Linked DNA regions of Gossypium raimondii: region 2 is linked to region 1. The links are chromatin contacts, called in public Hi-C maps. All regions are on one chromosome and are shown on one strand. Each heading gives the region's core, a stretch centred on a gene start, on an enhancer-like site or on the middle of the called end of the contact. The rest is flanking DNA. Distances are from core to core; before and after follow the strand shown.

Region 1 (7,169 bases), core at 2,169-4,668:
ATTTTAGGCCTATTTTTCAGGTCGGACCCTAGCAAACAGGCCTTAATTTTCGCTTGGGCCTGGTCCGGCCCATGAACAAATCTACCCACGGTGCATCAAATATTAATCCTAAATAAAAATTTGCAACAATTTTAGACCATTAGCATGCAAATTATTTCTATCTCATAGATGAATTTTAAAACTTACAATAAAATTAGCAAAATATCATATATTTTGGAAAAAAATTAATATATATGATAAGTATATATATTCTTAATTCAAATGTATATATAGTTGGAATGTTATTTGAAGAATAACTTGTTTCATCAGTTATTATTATTATTATTATTATTATTATTATTATTATTATTATTATTATTATTATTATTATTATTATTATTATTATTATTATTACGTTTTAGTTGAAGAAAAATAAATTGAAGTCATAAAATAAGATAAATATGTCTAAAATGTCACATTAGCAAGGAAATATAAGAGTACATAAAGAAAATGTAGTATTGAGAATCCTCTTATATTTCAGAATTTTGATACTATTGGAAATAATAAATTACTGGCTCAAAATGATATTTGAAATCTTAAGCTAAAATTTAACATTGCCCCAAAATGTTACTTTACTTCAACCAAAGACACCCTAATAACAAAATCTGTTGTTTTTAAAATTTATTATTTTTAAAAAATCCAATTAAATTGATATGAAATATATAAATAGTAATTGGATTAGACTCAGGACTTCATGAATTGGATTTAAAAATAGAAAATTGTTTAAAAACAATTTTCTACATTACTTATAAACCCTAAATCTAAACTAATTAGGTTAGAATATTATACGTGCTTCAGTGCTCTAATCACTATTTTCCTAATGCTATCAACTGAACAAAATTCAATTAACTATTTTTTAGTACAATAAAAATATATGAAAATAAATCATATTTTTATGTAGAGTATAAAAGAAAATAGTGAGAAGAAACAAATGTAAAATTTTAAACACTTTTTTTTCATAAAGAGGGCATATCTTTTATAAATAAAGATATATAACTTTTAATTACAAATTAGGTTTTCCATCAATTATCTATTTATTCTTTTATCACTTTGACTGGTGATACATTCAATTAAGAATATTAGTATAAGTCTAGATTTTAGAAAAATATTTTACCCAAAAAGAGAAATCATAAAGTAATAATAAGCTGAGATAAATAATAATAATAATAAAGTAATAATAAGGTGTCAAAAGATGGTAGAGCCAAACTAATTACATCCCATCAAAATTGCAACCTAATTTTTACAATAATATTGTGCAAATTGATAAAGGAACATTATCACAGTTAGAAATCATCAGATCTCAAGTAAAAAAAACCAAGTCTAGTGCAAATATCAGGATGCCCCCCCAAATTCCCCCAAAATTGATTTAGGGTTCTTCCTTGACAAAATAGCTTTGTGGCAAGCAAAAATCTTCCTCATGGTTTAGGATATCAATCTCTTCATCATCTGGTTTCTGATATTTACAAAAGAGAGAAATTAGCTTAACAAAACTATCTTTTGACATCCCCAAAAGCAATAGCACTTTTTATTAAGGGTTTTAGGGCTAATTTTCCTTCTTTTTTTTTTATTTTTTATCAAAAAGACTTTGTACCATCAACAAACATTAACTAGCAACCCAGTTTTTCAGGAGGCACTTTCCTCCTATAATTTACTTGGACTTGATGGTGAGCATCGGACTTGGGTATGTGCTAACATAAGTAAACTCGATTTTTTTTTTCTAAGTTTTCTATATTTTTGGAGGATCATATATGTGCATATCAATATTTCAATATACATCAGAAATAGATGTCAAACAGGGGTACTTAGAAGAAAATGAAGAGTATAAGTAACAATGACTTCCTCATCTAAGATACAAGACAGCTACCAATTCTTATGTTGAGACCAAGACAGTAATCAATGCATAAAACTCATCTTCAAAGGAATACCATATTAACTGATGGACATGAAAATTAATTATAGAACAGGCAAGTTACCAGCACTTCCAAGTTGTAGAAACGATCTAGCAACTGCAGAACCTCGTCTGGAGAAAAATGCCGGTCCAGGCTGTGACAAAATTTAGCAAAACGATAAGTAAAAATGAAAGAAACAAAAATGAAAGAACAGGATCGAAAGAGGGGATCAGTTCGGAGCAGCAAGAACAAGAGGCAGAACAAACCTTTTCCTCAGGAATTCCATCAGACCATAGAGGACAAAGTGGCGATGCACGCCTGCGGAGAAGCAAATTAGATTCAAAGTTATGCATTAATGTAGATTGTTAAAGACCAAAATGAATCCTAGTTATTTTACCATAAAAATGTGCATTAACTGCTAAATGCACCAAATAATTAACCACATATAAGTTATTTGAACAACTGAAGTAGCTCTAAGGTTTGAAAGCTTAACATTGGCCTATAAACAATATACATGAAGCACCATTTGTTTTTGAAGTTACAATTTACAAGTATATCAACAGTTTCCATCGAAATCAATCATTACAAGCACTGAACTGAACAATTAAGTCAACAATCAAACTAACTTGCGCATACATGATTTACACATGAGGGACTTGAACTTGGAACCTAGAAGTTCCTAATGCCTCAACCTTGCCATTTGGCCAATGTCTCATTGACATGAAAAACACCATTAGGTTCTAAAACTACCAGATCAAATACAGAATCAAGTCAACTACAGAAATAAAAAGCTGACCTTTTTACTGCAATTACCAGCTAAATACATATTCATTAAAGGTTTTTGCTGAAAATATTGCTTAACCATTTTTCACCACAGCAATAAGAAAATTAAAGGAATCAACATTTGAATTGATCACATCACTAGCATGTTAAAAAGTAATTCACAAACTGAATCATAAATACAAATTTCCAATAAAACTTCACAATTAGAATCCAGAAAAAGAAAATTCAATTCATTTTTTTTCCAGATAACTCCTAAGAATCAATATTTAAACTGAAATACAAAAGAACTTCTCCCTATAAAAAAACAATTAACAAATTTTAAAAAAAAAGAAGAAGAAGAAGAAGCGATGAACGTGCCTCGTAATTTGACGGGAGGATAAATTTCAAGTGCTTCCAATAGCCTGAGCTCCAATTCCACCTCCTGTTGCTCCTAATAAATCAACAGATAAATATAAAATTTAAATAAAAATCAACAAAAAAAAAGTGATAACTAATTGCATAAAACGGAGAAAAAACGAAACGGCGAGAGAAACCTTAGGAAGAGAAGAGGCGGAGGACGGCGGAGCTTTGCAAGGAGAATGTACGGAAACGCCATCTTGTTCCTCTTCTTTTTCTCTTCCACCCTCCATCCCCTCTTTAATTACTTTTCTGCAGTCGTAAAAACAAACACCAGTAGGTGAAATTAGTTATACTATCTCAGATTAAACTTCAAAATTTGAACTATTAATATTTTTTCCCCTTTCTTGGGCTGGATCCGAAATATACTTCCCATTCCAAGTTTTGTTTTGTTTGTGCCACGATTGGTACGGCCCATTATTTTGGTAGATTTCATGGGGAAATAAGAGACCTTGGGCTTCCTTACCTCTAAATTTGGAATACCTTAGTAATTCGTCAAAATTTCATCCCAATTACAGCTATATCAATGGTTCCACTAGAATTTCTTTACCTTAAATTTTACTGCTGAATTCTAATTTTGATTATTTGAAATATTTTATTTTTTTATTTAAAAATATTAAAAATTTAATAAATTAACTGAAAATTTTGTATTTAATTAAATAAATACTTGAAGAATAGAAATATATAAAATAAGTTTTAATATTATATTATTGTTAAATATTAAAATAAGATATAAAAATATTTTCATTGAATTTTGTGTTCAAATTATTCTAAATTAAAATTGAACAGTAAAGTTTAATAAAACCAAAATTTAGTGGTAAAATTTAATCAAGTAAAATGGCAACATTCGATGCACAATTAAAGCATGGTAGTAAATTTAATTCATAAATATCAATAAAAATAAAATTACATACTAATCCAATAATCTAGTTTTTTTTAAGTATATTGGAGGAGTTAATTCTTTATATTTTATCGATTTTTTTATGCATCTAAAGGTATGAGATTTCCCCTTTTGGAATTATTGATAAGACTCTCAAAATTAATCAAAAATAGGAACCCTAAAAACCTCACAAGGAGAAACATCATATGATTGTGTGAGTTTAGCATAATTATAATGGTGGAAATATGATGTTTATAACCAATGGCTGAAGAAGAGAAAGAGTGAAAGAAGAAAAGGTCACTATAATAAGGAAAAGTTGGGACCACATGGTTTCATTGTCTCTTCACACTTACAGCTGATTTTCATATATTGCAACATCTAAATTTTATTATAAATTTATGAAGTTTAATTGTTTTTAAAACTTAATGCGCATGAACAAAAGTTGGCTCACAGTAGCACGTTTTTCGTCTCTCTTTGTTTGTTCACAGTAGCAAGTCTTTTGTTCCTTTTGATTTCTTTATTTTTTATGCCACCTTTGCCTTTTGCTATTTTTGCTTTCGAAAATGGAAAAAAAAAAACCTTGCTAAGTTGAGTAAAGAAGAGGTTTGGCAATTTTCTCATGGATTTGAGTTGCAGAAAAAAGGCTTATGAATTCAGTCTTGTTGGATGTTTTATTACGGCAAGTGTGATACATTTTCCTACAATGAGAAACACTTCGACAAATCTCTTGCATTCATTCGGGTAAGTTCAAATTTCAGATTTGGGTGAGAAACGTTTTTTATTCAAACTCTTTCATGCACTTGATATTGATAGAATGATCAATGGCGCCCTGTTGACGTTCAATAACCACCTTTTGGTGTTTTACCGTTTAAAGGAGGATGAAGATCCGATGCAAGTTCCTTTGGTTTTCTCGTATTTTTGGGTCCAAATACATGATTTACCCTCTGGTTTATTTTTTTGAAAATGTTGCTAGATAGTTAAGAAATTTCATTGGAAATTTTGTGGAATATGATTCTAAACTGCAAAACCGTGGGTATACAAATTTTATGAGGATTCTAGTTCAAGTAGATGTTCGTGTTCCATTAAAGAGACGAAAGAAAGTAAAGATTTCTCAATCGAGTTTTGTTTATGCGAATTTTAAATATGAGAAATTAACGCTTTCCTGTTTTATTTGCGGATGTTTGGGACGTGGTGATAAGTTCTGTCTGGTTAGATTATCGCGTGGACAATAAGAGTTAGAGTTAGGTTGGGATTTGTCGTTGAAAGCATAGTCAATAAGGGAAACTACCACGACCAATTTTTGGCTTTGTGAGGAAGATGATGCAAATTTTTCGAAAGCCAATTTTGAAAAGCAAGATTCTAGGAGAAATTTATGGAATATTAGAGGGCAAGAATTAGGGTACAAAATTAATCCCATATTGGGATTAAATCTGAAAGTAAATTCGAATATTATGGAAAGAAAAGTGGTGGGCTGCTCAAGTGGTTTAGGTAAAGATACTATGGACCATGACTTGGAAAACAACCCATTAGAAGGTCTTGAAGGCAAGAAAAGACAAAGATCGAATTTTTTGAGCTCTATAGTTTCTGAGTTTTCAGATTTGAGGGGGATCGATGATGGGTATAAGAACACCCTACTCAAAGGATATCAGCGACAGCCGACCAGATGCAATGAAAATTCTTTGTTGGAATGCCTGTGGATTGGGGAATCCGCGGGATGTTCGTAGAATTCGACATATGCTAAAAATTTACCATCCCCATATTGCCTTCTTTATGGAGACTAAACTAAATTCGAATGTATGGAGAAAGTTAAGAAACAGTGTGGTTTTCAATGTAGGATTGATGTTCGGGCTGAGGGTACTTGTGAAGGATTGAGTATTGGGTGGAATAAGGGGTGTTCTATTATATTGAGGAATTTCTCAAGAAATCACATCGATGTAGAAGTGCAAGAAGTTCCCACTAAGCCCAAATGGAGAATGACGGGTTTTTATGGTGTTTCTAATTCTCGTCATAGAATTGAATCATGGAATCTATTACGATTGTTAGGACATGATCAAAATTTTCCATGGATGGTATGTGGCGATTTTAATGAGATTATGTATGCTTTTGAAAAAAAATGGAGGCATTCCTAGGGGTGAAGGACACATGGAGGAGTTTCAATTGGTTCTTATAGAATGCCAGTTAGAGGATATGGGCCATTTAGGTCCTTGGTTTACGTGGGAAAAGGGTAATTTGCTAGAAAACAATATTTGAGAAAGACTCGACCGTGGAGTGGTAAATGCTGAATGGCGGTCATATTTTTCTGAATTCTCGTTATGCCATCTCTCTCATTCTATTCCAGATTATTGCCCCTTATTTATTAATACAGGGAATGAAGCCCAACATCATACAAAAGAAAGTTTCGCTTTGAAACTTAGTGGGCTATGTAGGAAACTTGTGAGGTAGAAATAAAACATCTATGAGAGAATAGTTCTGGTCACGTCACTGATCGACTGCTCAACTTTGTGGAGGTTTACAAAAATGGGTGGATAATTTGAAAAATGACAGAGTCGATAAGTCGAAGAAGCTTCTTAGGCGTATAGATCAATTGGATGCGATGGAAAGAACGAAAGAGAATCTTGCTGAACTGATTGATGTGAAAGTGCATCTTAATATGAAAATCGAAAAAGAGGAGTCATATTGGGAACAAAGAGCTAGGGTGAATTGGTTAAATTCGGGGGATCGAAATACAAAATTTTTCCATAATTGTGCTTCACAGCACAAAAGGATAAATTGTATTAGAGGTTTGCCTGATGAAAATGGCCAACTTATTTCAGGAAATTCTGAAATGGCTGCTATTGCTAGTACGCATTTTTTAAAGGTTTTTCTACTCAAGGGATTGGCGACACGAATCACATTTTATTATGGGTGGAAAATTGTATTTCTCAAAGTCTCCTAGCCAAGTATAGTAGAGAGGAGATTTGGACAGTCTTGAAAGAAATGGGTCCAACAAAAGCTTTAGGTGCAAATGACATTCCAGCTTTATTTTACCAAAAGTATTGGCACATTGTTGGGCAGGACATTAGATCGTTTTGCTTGGATGTTCTAAATTGAGGTATTTCTCTAGAATCCTTAAATCTCACTCATATTATTTTAATTTAGAAGGTTGCTCATTCGAATGATCTAAGGAAGTTTCAGCATATTAA
Region 2 (7,271 bases), core at 2,378-4,877, 270 kb after region 1:
TTAAGGCCAACTTCGATGTTGCATACAGAGGGGGGTCACACTCTTCTTGCTCAGGGGTGGTGATGCAGGATGCCCAGAGCCAGGTGCTTGGTGCTTGTACTAGGATCCATGGTTAGGTCTTGTCGGCTTTTGTTGCAGAAGCGTTGGTTCTCTTGTCAGCGTTGGAATTCGCCCAGGACCTTGGTCTATCTCAGGTCGTGTTTGAAGGGGACTCTCTGCATGTGATTCACAAACTCAATAGCACACAGGCTGACCGGTCAGAGATCCGGGCACTGGTTATAAAGGGGAGGTTGCGATTAATTACCTTTTTTGTAGCAGCTACAGTCTACCATTGCTTTTGAGAGTAGAATTGGGTTGCTTACCAACTCGCAGCGTTGGGATTGCGCTGGACATCGGACCGTTTTTTGGTTGATGAGGTTCCATTTAAGGTGGAAAGCGCGGTGGCTACGGACAAGGGGTCAAACGCTCATCTGCCTTAATTTCGCCGCATGCATTGGGCTTGAATTGTCACATATGTCTAGTTGTCCTTGTTGTGTCTTCTTTTCTCTCCATTGCCATGCTTGCAAGCTTATCAAATTTGGCTTTGAGATTTTCAGCTTCCATCAGCTGCTTATGGGGTAGCCTTTTAGGTTTATTTTTCTTTTATCTTCTATTTTTCTTTGGTATTTTTCTAATTGTATTAGGACATAATGCAGTTTGTTGCTTTTGTCTTTGGACTTGGACCTCGCTCATGCGGATCTGTTTTTCTCTAATACTCTATGGAAGCTATTTTCAAAAAATTTATAATATAATTTTTAGTTCATATAATTAATGCAAATTAGTATTATTGAAAATAATAAATAGTAATTATAAATAACATATATAAATTATTTTGTGTAATAAAAAAATTTCTAATTATTATTAAGCATTTGTATAAACTATAAAAATGGTATATTAATAACTAAAATCATTACTCTTTTAACTATTCAATAGTTAATAAATTGACTGCAATAGTTTGTAGATAATATATGATTAATATGATTAAAATATATTATATATATTAGTTAAAAAATTATAAATGAAATATAAACTTACTTATTATATAAATAATTCTATATTATTATTTAAACTAAAGTAAAATAATTTTCCTTTTTTAATGGAAACATAATAATTTAACTATAAATGAATTTAATATAAAATTTAAATTATTTATTATTATATAAATTTATTTAATAAAATTCTTTTAATTGAACCATAATTTTGTTCATAAGTATGATTAATTTTTTATGAAGTAAATTTATTTAAACAAATTATTTCAGTAAAATTAAAATTTTTATTTATAAAAGTGATAAAACTTTTAAATAATAAAAATATTTAAATGAAAAATTCTGTAATACAATGAATAAGAAAAGCTATATTAGTTCATTCAAAAGAAATTCAAACTAATAAATTTGATAGATTTTGGATAAATCTGTATCTTAGACAATGGCAACGAGATGGGGCGTTCTTTTTTTTCTTTTGAAAGGGAAGTACTTGCCCTACCCTAGCTAACTTCAATGTTTTGAAACTACAATTTTACCCTTATATATATATATATATATATATATTAACTTTTATAAAGAAAAATATAATAATACATTGTACAATAAACCCTGAAGCATTTATAGATTATGCTGAAATTATTAAAAACAGTTAATAAATATAAAATGAAGTGAGGCAAAATAAGACGACTTCATATTGTATTAAATATTGTATCAATATTGTATTAAATATAGCACAAATTTCAAATTTCGATATAGCACAAATATTTATTTTGCAGTTTTGACAATTTTCGCTTTCATTTAACCATCAGTATTTATGGCTATTTCAAATCACCCTTTTTTTCAGCAAATTCCATTGTCAGCAAAACAACAAGTGAAATGTGCATCACTGCATACATATGATCCGAATAACCAAACCGGATCTTACATTTATGGCAAGAATATTCATGAATTTTGGACCCCCTTAAATTACATGAGATATTTGAGGTAAAATTTGCATGTAACATCACATGATCTTCTTCGACCACCACACACTTTCATTTTGAAGTCATTTCGTCATCAAACTAGAAGATAAATCCACCACAGCAAAAACACTGCAGACCAAAAGATGAAAATAAAGCAAAAATTGGCCAACATGCATGTTTGAAAGCAAGTAACGGGATTTTTGGAGAAAGAGAAAAAAAGTAACGGAAAACACTATGCGACTGTAAAAAGTCCTGCAAAAGGAAGACTTTTGGTGTAAAAAAAGTTAAATGAAAATAAAGTGATAAGATATGGTAGTGTCATTTAATACCTCCAATACTAGTCTTGGTTTGAATTTTGGGTTCCCATGCCCCACTCCAGGTGTACCCTAATCATATAAAAAACACACAATACAGATAAATTCAGTAAATAAATAAAGAAGGGAAAGGAAAGATCATTGAACTGAACGTATGTGCAACAGTGCATTTGTTGTTTGTATTGAACTAACCATGGCCAAAGCAATTTGTGGTAGTGTTCACACCATCTCGGCAAATGCAAGAGAATGACTCATCCAGACCAGAAAAGCCACACAAGCCTCCACTGGTTTCACAGTCCTTGCATGCAGGAGTGTAGTATGAATCATTATACTGCAAAGAAATCCCAAATTTCCATTTCATGGGATCCCCTTCATCTCCAAACTCGTATATCGACGTGTACGATGAGCACTGAAGTTTTGGGAGATCCAAAGAATAGCCTGATCCTATTCCCATCAAGGAGTCATAAACACAACAGGTAGATGTAGGTGCATTTTGTGGCAACCCAATTCCAGTTACCCCTTTGCAAGAATACAAACCGCTGCAAACACGAGAACCTGATCCGGTATCACACAAATCCTCACTTGGATCAAACACTGGAGATGTAGTTGAGCAACCAAGCAGGACAAAGATATTGGAACCTGTTAGTGTGAACGGGCTCGTTCGGTCCAAGCTAAAACTTCCAGAATTCTGCATTGAAGAGCAAGTTGACATGAAAGGATCTGCAACAACAATAGTGCTGGTTGGGTAGTCGATGGAAGAAACAGGGTAAATGCCAGTGCCAGTTGAGAACTGTAGAGTACCAGCATTGCATTTTACATATCTAGCAAAGTAAGGGTGGCCACACCCAAATCCAGTGCCAAAGGGAAACATAACCGGGATTGCACCACAAGTGCTGTTACATGTACCGCGGGTCGGTATGGTGCGGCCAGCAGCAGGGCTGGCAGCACAAACTTTATGGAGTTGAGGAAGCAAGAACAGAATGCTGATGAAGATAGCAGCTGGTAGAGGTGACATGGATAAAGGGTTTTGGATGAAGAACAAATTACAAGTGCAGCTAATAGTTAAAAAGATATGAGGAGGAGAAATGGTATTCTTTTCGGTGGAACTAATCAAATTTCAACATTCTTCCCCTTTTCCATCCTAAAAAGAAGAGCCTGTCATTTTGTGCATTCTAGCTATAAAGCACCATGGATTTTCATTACTATTTTGAATAAAAAGAAGGGGGTTAAATAAGCACCTAAAAGTCCATTTAGTCACAGCACTTTGTCTGTCCAAGTTACTGTGACATATATGGATCCCCAATTCCTCAGAATGAAAAGAAAGGTTAAAAAGATGATGCCACAGCAAAATGTAAAATTTTCCACCTCTTATGGACCATGCGACCTGTGAAAGTGAGACTAGAGATTAAAAAGAAGAAGAATGTCATTTGTGTGAAAAGAAGACATTTCAGTAGTATTCATTCATGTGAAACGGGAAGAGAAAACTGCAACCCCATTCATGGACACAGCACGTCTTGTAAATTTATTTTTTTGTCGCATTTTTTACAATATGTAAATAGAAAATGTTTTACTCCTCTTTCAAAGTGATTACACTGAGTCAGGGCTTCTAAATCCTCTGTCAGAATATATCAGTCTGTCACATCCTAAAAGAGGGAAATGTGGTTCACATAATGGCTAATGGTAAATAATAAATGTATAAAAGACGGGGAAAATTTTCCTCTCAAATTCACTTCAGTGCCAAGCAGCAAAGAAAACCTAACCAATCCCCCTACCTCATATATTGAACTTGCATCAGGTTCAAACTCTTCTCGGATAAAACAACCATAGCACATCCACTGGATTTACAGTGAGTCGGTACCGCATGCAGATACCAAGGCAACTAGGTATCACCAGTGGGATGAAGAATTCACACAACCGATAACACTAAGAGCTTTCAGTTTCCTAGAAATCCCCATATTTCAAGTGAGCTTCAAGTTTCCTGGACATCTACATATTTCAAGGGAATACAATAGCATAAAGTTCATGGTACTGATGCCTCGTGGCAAGTAGAATTCTGTCGATTTGAAGCTCCTTGTGTTTCAGAAGTACTGTGGATAATCATGCATTCAAACCAGCCCAATTCTTGAAAGCGATAAGTGCCTCCATTTTCCTGAAGCTCCTTCTCCTCAACTTTGACACTTTAAGCTTCTTATGCTTCTCCATGAATGCTTGTTTGTACCTCCATTTATCCACAAAAATTTTCATCTCTTGCGACTTCTCAACGACTTGCATCACTGCATCAAAGAAACCCCCTTTAACAAGAGCATATAAGAATGCATCAACTAAGTTGTGATCAAAATTGATGCCTTTCTCTTTGCCACCTGAAATTTTCCGTTTAATCTCATTCCATAGCATCAAAACACTGAAATATTTCTCCGCAGTCACATAACCATTAATCAGGGACAAATATGTTTGATCATTTGGCTCAAACTGCAGGAAAGTCATCCTTCTGAAAGTCCTCCTAGCATCTTCCAACCGCCCAGCTTTACAGAAAGCATGAATAATTGAGTTCCAGTCATGAGTTTTAACTTCTATGCGAGGGTCTTCAACAACTTCATCTAGAAATGCAGCCATCAACTCAGGTCTTTGATTCTCCATCAGACCTGTCATTATAGTAAGATAACTCCCTTTCAAGTCAAGTATTCTTGCATCTCTCATATCCCTAAACAATGTAAAAGCAGACTGAAAATCCTGACTCGTCATGGACGCTTCAATTAGCATGTCATACATTCCTGCATCCAACTGAAGCCCTGAATTACCAATATCCACAACTAATTGAGTAGCTTCGGCAGTTCTATGCTCCTTGCTGTAAGCCTTTAAGATAGGCACATAAACACCAAGCCCCACGGAACCACTCTGAGCATTCATTTCATCAAGAATGCTGTGTGCCTTATCTGCTAAACCAAGATTAATACAGGCGCTAATGATGCCATATCCAAAAGACTTGTCAACCTCAAGCATGGGAGACTCCAACTTTTGAGCTTCAATGATCAAACTAGCTAAACTCTTCATAGCCCCATTTTGAAGATACCCTTTAACCACTTCACAGTGAGTTTCATCACTGAAAATCCACTCTTTCCCATTACCTTCTCTCAAACTACGCAAAACCGTGGTTGAAACTGAGTCTATTTTGCCCGACTTGACATACCCACCAATCAAGCTATTAAAAAACACCCGTTTATTTGAAAAACCAAACTCAACCATCAATTTTTCTAACTCATCTATCTTCTTTTCAAGCCCTTTTAATGCAAACAAATAAGAAAGGAAACCAAAACTTGATTCATCGGGCCGAACACCTAAGACAGACATAGTTGCCACTACTTTTTCAGCATCCGAAACTGATTCAAGCTCACAACAGCAACACTCTAGAGCAGCATTACAAGCAGCCAAATCAGGTTTCATATAATTCAACTTTTCATCAATAGCAATCCTACAACATTCCTCAAAAACTCTTAAAAATGCAACAAGGCTACCACTTTTCCTACTGACATCAACAAGCATATTACCCCACAACCCAAAAGGGACAAAGTACCTGTTTTTGAACATGCATTTTATAAGAGCAAAAGCAGGGGCGGCGGTGTTGGCAAAATTCATGGAACTCAAAAGGGTAGTCACGGTTTCAAAAGACAGCAACTTTGGATCCTTTTCAATGACAAAAATCACAGAGGCAAATGCCCTTTTGAGATTTTGGGTGTCTTGCAAGGAAGACAAGTGGGTAATAAGGGAGTTAGTGAGGGACTTATTGGGAAAAGTGCAGCAGATGGTGAGGGACTTGAAGGACTTCCAGGCTTCATCAGTGTTGTGGGTGAGAAGGGATTTCTCTAGGGTGGTTTGTAGAGTGGTTTTTTGTTCTTCGGTTAGGGTTTTGGTTTGGGAATTGGTGGAGTCCTGAGGTTGTTTTGATTGCTTGTTTGGTTTTAATGCAAAAATTGAAGGCTGAAGGAAAGAGTAAAGAGTTGGGATATCAGTGGCGGCGGAAGAAGAGAAAGGTCTATAGGGTGGGATTGAACACACTGCTTTTCTCCACATTTCACCGTAAATCTGCAAACATTGCATTGTTCTCCTTCTAATATTGCTCTTTTACTGGTAAACCGCGAGGCTCATAATTTTTTTTTTTCGTTAAATTCTGCTATTGTGTCCCTATATCTTTATAAAATTTAATATTTAATCCCTATTCTTAAAAATAAAAAAAATTAAGTCACCCTATTTTTAATTTAAAAATCACATTCTAATCATTAAAATAGTGAGTATTTCCGGTTAAAACTTGTCAATTTAGCATGAATGTGATGGGACATATATTTGACAAATAAATATATTAAATTGATAAATTTTAACGTAATTTATCAACAATAATAGTGATTGGATTAGAATTTTTAAATTGAAAAAATAGGTGGATTGAATTTTTAATTTTTAAAGTAGATGGTTTAAATTCTATAAAGTGCTGTGATTTAACCAATTAATTGTATTTTATTTGTGTGGGAATAAAACAAAAACTCAAAACAAGTTACATTAAGACTGTTGGGCATAGATTGACCCCCTAAGCATCTCCTTCGATGGGTGTTGAACCAGTTGAAAACCCATTTCCTGTTTAGTGGCTACTTCAGCCATTAGGTCTGTCGCCTGGTTCCCTTAATCCTATTAGTAAGAGAAAAGGCGTAATAGTTTAAAAATTGATATAATATACTATCTTTCTTCCCTTTCCTCTTATATTTTTCTTTCTTTCTTTTTTTATTTTTATTTTTTTCAAAAGTGCTTTAAAGATAAAATTATTCATAAATGTTTGATTTTAGAAAAAAATTTAAAATTTAAATTGATTTTGAAATTATTTGGGAAATAAGTCGTTAAGATAAAAACAGACATTTTTAAAAGAAATTTTTACAAACCATGCTATTTGTTAACAAAGCATCTCACTTGGTTTATTGGCTAAATGTTTG

What was found. Hi-C and Micro-C count contacts between places; a contact is called where the count stands out from the background.
Region 2: a Hi-C map of leaf shows a contact between it and region 1, with 3 times the contacts expected there. The contact joins the promoter of LOC105783333 here to the promoter of LOC105784317 in region 1. A contact is called at or near these places in 2 of 2 Hi-C or Micro-C datasets (both in leaf).

The regions. Positions count from the first base shown.
Region 1 is chr13:15,074,401-15,081,569 of ASM2569854v1, forward strand. It overlaps LOC105784317, which reads right to left and starts at 3,419. Exons shown (of 5, transcript XM_012610165.2): 1 at 3,245-3,419; 2 at 3,069-3,141; 3 at 2,195-2,246; 4 at 2,013-2,082; 5 at 1,170-1,492. The coding sequence starts at 3,340. The coding sequence ends at 1,406.
Region 2 is chr13:15,348,007-15,355,277 of ASM2569854v1, forward strand. LOC105783333 (LEAF RUST 10 DISEASE-RESISTANCE LOCUS RECEPTOR-LIKE PROTEIN KINASE-like 1.5) reads right to left here and starts at 3,628. Exons shown (of 3, transcript XM_012608726.2): 1 at 2,491-3,628; 2 at 2,314-2,370; 3 at 1,842-2,113. The coding sequence starts at 3,313. The coding sequence ends at 2,079. LOC105783332 (pentatricopeptide repeat-containing protein At1g69290) reads right to left here and starts at 6,430. Exons shown (of 1, transcript XM_012608725.2): 1 at 3,778-6,430. The coding sequence starts at 6,393. The coding sequence ends at 4,396.